Regions from separate parts of the Ovis aries genome. Here region 2 is linked to region 1. The links are chromatin contacts, called in public Hi-C maps. All regions are on one chromosome and are shown on one strand. The core of a region is the stretch at or near the end of the contact, and the rest is flanking DNA. Distances in the headings are between cores, read along the strand shown.

What was found. Hi-C and Micro-C count contacts between places; a contact is called where the count stands out from the background.
Region 2: a Hi-C map of tail adipose tissue shows a contact between it and region 1, with 9 times the contacts expected there. The contact joins two enhancer-like sites. A contact is called at or near these places in 4 of 16 Hi-C or Micro-C datasets (hypothalamus, omental adipose tissue and tail adipose tissue).

What each region holds. Positions count from the first base shown.
Region 1 is chr1:209,433,316-209,436,481 of ARS-UI_Ramb_v3.0, forward strand. No RefSeq gene overlaps it. Among named protein-coding and RNA genes, the nearest start is that of KCNMB2, 88 kb to the left of the region's middle. Within about 2 kb of position 1,581, at least 3 of the 54 cell types and tissues checked have an H3K27ac peak or open chromatin away from gene starts, as enhancers often do. A contact at or near this core is called in tail adipose tissue, where this site is marked.
Region 2 is chr1:210,468,632-210,471,797 of ARS-UI_Ramb_v3.0, forward strand. No RefSeq gene overlaps it. Among named protein-coding and RNA genes, the nearest start is that of TRNAE-UUC, 100 kb to the right of the region's middle. Within about 2 kb of position 1,495, at least 51 of the 54 cell types and tissues checked have an H3K27ac peak or open chromatin away from gene starts, as enhancers often do. A contact at or near this core is called in tail adipose tissue, where this site is marked.

The DNA.
Region 1 (3,166 bases), core at 331-2,830:
TCTTCTTAGTGATTCTCTAATTTATTTATCTATTTATTTGATTGAGTCATTTTTGTGGCACCATTCTGTGCAAAACACTAGGGGAGATAGTTATCACTTATGTCCTAGACAGCCTCTTTGTTGAATACTTGGTGTCTTCAATCCCATTCCTGCTCTGAGGGCAGAATCAGGCACAGCTCTCTTTCTCCTGAGGCCTCCTGTGAATTCTTATCACAACGTTTCTGCAGCCACTCCACTCAGTAAGACTAAGCATGTGAAAAAGCCTACAGATCATCCGACCTGGGGGTAATGGTCACAATAGCTAAGTTATTGAGCCTCCATGCTAATCATTTCATGCAGTTTCTTGCAATTAATCCTCACTACTGTCCTGTAAATAGGTACAATTATCACTCTTTTGCTACAAAAAAAAAAAAAAAAAAAAAGATGTCTAAGGCTCAAAGAGGTGAAGTATCTCTCCCAGAGTCATGCCAGTTTAGCTGGGGTTGGACCCAGGCAGCTTGAGTCTAGAACAAATACTCTGGAAGATAGTGCTGAGACTTCTCAGATGCAAGGCTATCAACAGAGAAACGCACTAGCTCCCTCGTGTGCTGTGGGCTCAGCTGTGTCCGACTCTAGGTCACTTATAGGTGGCATTAGTGAAAAGAGAGTTGACAACCAATTTGAATTCCATTTTCAATTTTGATATTCAAAACCTGCATGGTTCTGAAAAATTACAATAGGATAAATTACCTCTATTATATAATTTGAAGGAAAAATAAAATAAGATTAAATCAGATAGTACATACAGGAGCATTATTAGAGTGAGTGACTTATTATGGGTACCCAATAAATACTGAGTTGCTCTTTTCCCCCCTGAAGTATATAGGGCAAATGTGAGGGATTCTTGTCTTTCCTCTGTTTTCTCTCTAAGCTTGAAAAATAAGATCTTTTTTTCCTTTTGTATACTTTTTTGAGGATAGGCCTCTTGTGTCCTACTGGAATCACTGAGATCATTGTACAGAGGCTCTCCTGTAGAAGATGACATCAAAGCTTGTCATCTCTATAAAAAAGCCACAATCACCATGATGGATCTTTTCCCTTTTGCCTAAAATAATTTAGATATGTAAGATATAGATTTTGAGTTGATAATAGCTGATGATTTTGTCTGCCATTTACATTTTGACATAATTTTAAACTTCAGTGAGATGGATTTATAGGGATCAGAATAAGAATGTATTGGTTCATGAGACCTTGGGTAGTATGATATGGAGGAAAAATAGAGAAAATGTAGGTTATAGAGGGTGAAGACAAACATATCTCCCACCTCAAGTCAGGCCCAGGGTTGACCCTGTGTCCATGGTTTCTCAGTCTGAGGATGTAGTGAGTGATTTCAAGGTACACATGTTGGGGGAGGGGAGTCTGGGTGCTGGGATGTGAACTGTGTGGTATTTGATGGTTGAAGTGAAAGAAAAGAGGAAGATTAGTCTGTGGTTTTACTGAAATCAGATATACTTTAAAGTGATGTCTCACTTTGAGACTGACAGCATTTTGAGAAACAGGCTTCCTACTGCCAAGCTCTTGGAACAGCCTTGGGGTATACTCACGGGAAATTGCTTCATGCTAATAGTCATCTCTATATCCCATCAAGGCCAATAAATGACCCAGTGGTTTAAGAGTTCTTCTAGTGGCTGATTTCAAACCTAGTAAATATGAAAGATTGTTCAGAAAAGCAACAGAACTTACCACTAAACGGGTCATCATTAGTCATGTCTTGCCTGAGTGCTGAAATACTCTCAATGAGATATTCCCTGCTAAAGAAAGAGTGGGTAGATGAAACTTAAAAATGAGATAGCCAGGCTTCAAAGGCCAGTTTAACCATTTCAAACCACTGTGAGACCTACATTTTTTAACTCCTTGAAACTTTCATTTGTAAAACAGGGATATCACTGTTTAGCTTTTTGATTGTTGAGAAGGCTAAAGTAAACAAGTACATGCTTGTATACCAAGATGCTATGTTTTCCCTTTTTTTGCTAAATGGCACCTGAAATTTTCTGGTTTGTTTCAGAAGCATCTGGTGTAGAAGTATATAAGCTGTTTCTATGATCTCTTCATGGCCTTGGGGTTCCCTGGGCAAAAGGGCGTTGTCGGACAGCAGAGTTCAGAAAGCATATGGTTCACCCTAGTTTTACCTTTAGTGGTATTTTCCCAGAGGACCATGAAGCTTAAGCTGAATGTATATACACCTTCTCATTATCACTGGGATTACCTTTTGTTGTCAATGGGAAACTTGGTGGTTCTCCTCCCAAGTCTCCTTCTAGTAGGAGAGGCTGTATTACATAAGGGAAATATTGAACCAGAAGCCAGGAGATCTTATTTTGTAAATCACAAACTTCCTATCTGGCCTCTAAATTTTTATTTACAAGATGAGGGATGGAGAAAAATGGTAACAGAGAATGTTCTCCGATTTAATTTATAGCTCTCTTTTTCTTTTATTCAATCTATTTTTATGTGACAGTCCTAACTCCTTTACCATTCTTCATATCTCTATAAAATTAGGCAATTTTCTTCCTTTCTTGTTTTGCTTTTTAAGATCTTGACTCCCTTTATTTATTTTTTAAAGTCTTATTGAAATTTTTTACAATATAGCTTCTGTTTTATGTTTTGGTTTTGTTGTGGAAAGGTATGTGGGGTCTTAGTTCCCCAGTTCAGTTCACTTCAGCCACTCAGTCGTGTCCGACTCTTTGCAACCCCATGGACTGCAGCACGCCAGGCTTCGCTGTCCACCACCAACTCCTGGAGCTTACTTAAACTCATGTCCATTGCATCAGTGATGCCATCACACCATCTCATCCTCTGTAGTCCCCTTTTCTCTCCACCTTCAATCCTTCCCAGCATCAGGGTCTTTTTAAATGAGTCAGTTCTTTGCATCAGGTGGCCGAAGTATAGGAGTTTCAGCTTTAATATCAGTCCTTCAAATGAACACTTAGGACTGATCTGCTTTAGGATTGACTGGCTGGGTCTTCTTGCAGTCCAGTCTTCTCCAACATCACAGTCCAAAAGCATCAATCCTTCGGCATTCAGCTTTCTTCATAGTCCAACTCTCACATCCATACATGACTACTGGAAAGACCATAGCCTTGACTATATGGACTTTTGTTGGCAAAGTAATGTCTCTGCTTTTTAATAT
Region 2 (3,166 bases), core at 245-2,744, 1.0 Mb after region 1:
TAGAAGGGGCTTAGGCAAAGGCCGAAGGGCAGGCAGGCGAGAAAACAGAAGTGCTTCAAGATGTGAGAGCCTCTTCATCTTGACAACCAAAGGGTCAGACTCTCCAGTCTGCACACTCCTAAGGAGCTGAGGGAAACCCCCTAAGTACACAGTGCACTGGGAGGGGGAGAATCCCACCCATCGCAACCTAACACCTACTGAACCATTGTGGAGAGCTGGACTTCGGAAATTTCCAGCGCAAAATTGTAGGTGGGGGCGGGAGAGCTGTAGGGCAAGCCTGTGGAGGCGATTTTAGAAGTGCACACGTTGTAGGGAAATTTTTCCCTCAAACTGTCTAGAGGGAAGTGGTCATGATCCACTACAAGTTCTCCTGAAATGATCAAGTGCACAGAGGCAAAGCGCTACACTGCTGAGAAACGTGGCTGCTTTGCTTCCTCCGCAGTCCCCAGGCAGCTCCAATGTACTTCATATCAGTAAGTGATCAGTCCCAGCCAAGGGTACAGAGGGATGTGATCCGGCTGGGAAGAACTGCACTCCCCTTCTAAGTCTCCAGATAGCCAGTTCCCCGCTGGTTGCCATTTTTTGCAATTTAAAATTTAAGAAAATTTAAATAGGATTAGCCCTGTGTGTGGAAGAGAAGAGCCTGTTTGAGGAAACAGAAAAGGTACCATGTTGTGTAAGTTTTACATATTTTAACTGGGTGGTGTTTGTGTGTGTATCCACAGAACAAAGTGCAGTAATTATACAATTCGTTATTTAAGCCATTATAAGGACCGCTACAACAGGAGGGAGGGGAGAGAATATCTAAACTACATTAAATGATTCTTAAAAGCTCATTCTAGGAAAAGGAAATGCCAGAGTAGTAAGATAAGGAGTCTTCATTAACAACAAATTCATCATTTCCCTCCTTCAAAATGAGACACTCTTCTAAGGCAGTTTGCTTGGAAAGTAGTTTTGCACCGTAAATCTGGGACATGTTTTTTATGTATGTGTTTGCTCTGCATGAGGCTTAAGAAAAACACAGCAACCAAACCACCCGAGCCAACCCTGGAGGGAAAGAGAAGACCTAATCACCCGTGATGGCGATTACATAATAGAGATTCGCGCACACAAACCCCCAGAGTCTCAAAAGAATCAGCCTTTGGCTTCCTGTCATAAAAGATGCCTTTTTTTCCTTTGTGAGGATCACTAAAAATGCTTCCTAAAGACCAAGTGGATGTCTTTGGTAGAAATAGAGGTCACTTAGGAATGATTAAGTACACCCCCAGCCAACATGAAGCCTGTATCGATAACTAAAGTGCCTCTGCATTTAGCGCAGCAAAAGCTCATAATCTGTTTCTAATCGGTGCCCTGAAGATGCTCCCAAGGAGGAAAAGGCCTGGCGTGGGTAGTCGCCCCTCCCCAGGCCCGCGTCTCAGGCCCTCCCTGGGGCAGCCGGAGTGCTCCTCTCTTAGATAATGCCAGGTACTCTGGAAAGTAGCCGTGTAATAATACACAAACCCCTGATGATGTCAGCGTGTTATTGACTTTCCAAGTCTGAATGACTGAGCAGAGGAGCGGGGGTGGGGCGCGATCCATCCGGCAGCGCGGGGACCGGCCAAGCGAAAATGAGCTCGCGGACCAGGCCGGGGGGAGGGGCGGCAGCGGCTCAGCGCTCAGGCTCCGCCAAGGCGGCGTCGGTGTCCGCGGCCCAGCCCGGGCACGGCTCCGGGCTCCCGCTCCCGAGCTCTTTGCGTTTGGTCAAACACCCCTCCGGCAGAAATCGCTCAGGCCACCCCCCTTGACAACCACCACCCTCCCCCTCTCCTCCGGCAGCTTTCACCACGTGGCCGAGCCGCCTTACAAAACGGGGAGCAGAGGGCTAGAAAGGGGGCCCCTGCCCTTCCCCTGCCCTGCACCAGAGCCTGCCGCCCCAGCTGCGGTGAATTCGCAGATGTGACGGTCGCCGGCCGCAGAGTATTGCCCTCTGCTAGAGATCCCCTTGGAAATTGCACCTCAGCGGTGGTGACATTTTATGGGATGTGACTGGCTTCCTTTATGGCGCTGGGAGTGCAGGTGCCGGATTGTAGGTTCCTGTTCTCACCCAGCAAACCGACCACAGGGCGCCCAGTCATCTTCAAGGCTAGGTGTGAACCGGGCCAGGCTGCCCTTAAATGGAATTGCATTTGGAGGCCGGGATCTGGGGATAAGCACTCCAGGCTGGGGCGTGGCCTTCCCCACCAGGCCTCTGCCTCCCTTTCGGGCCTAGCAGCTCCTGCTGGCCCTCCGCCCTCCCGCGCACCCAGCTTCGCTGGGGGCATCTATGGGACTAGGCACCTAGACCGCTGCCTGCTGGCGCAGCTCCCTCAGTCCCTCTCCTCGACCTGCTGAAACCCTCCCAGAAGTCCACGTCCGCAGAACTTCAACCCAACGCCCCAGGGCCAGACTGCTCCTCCTCAGAGCTCCAGCCTGCCTCTCCCCGCGTTCCCTGCCCCATCAGGTTTGTTCATGGAAGCCCCAGGCGGGCCCCCTGGTTCCCAGTCCTGTTCTACCCCTTATTAGCTGTGTGCGTGTAGACAGAGTGCTTAACCTCTCTGTATCCTTTATCCGTGGAAAGCGGGAAGCAGTAATCCCCGCAGTCACTGCTGGGAGGATTAAATGAAAGCCGGATTTCATAAGAGACTCCAGCCTTCGAATATTCCAGTCCTTTGCCTTCACTAGCAGTGTCATCTGTCGGGCCAGAGTCCCAGGGTGGTTCGCTGGACTGTGGGGCCCGCTGTTCCCCCTACCCTCCGGGCTCTCTAGAGCCCACTGACCCTCAGTGCCCCCCTCCCTCCACGGGGACCCTGGGAAGAGGCACTTTACTACCAAGGTTGGGGTGCCCTGGGGAATGTGCCTCTGACCTAAGCGAGTTCATGGCCTTTTCCCAAATCCTCTCCTCTGCCACCTTGCACGTGGTCCAAAAGTGAAGAGCTGACACTTTTAGTCCAATCAAAAGCCCCCTTGGAGAATTTTGAAACTGGAAGTGAAAAAGTCAGTTTCTCCCCGGGGCTAAAGCTGCAAAATGTTATAATGTTGGGAACCTTCTCTGTGACCATTTTCTGATCAAGTGGAGGAAAGACCAGCCTGAAGACAGAGGTAGAGGGCCGGGAACAGGGACAGGCTGAGAAGGCAGAGCAGCCGAGGG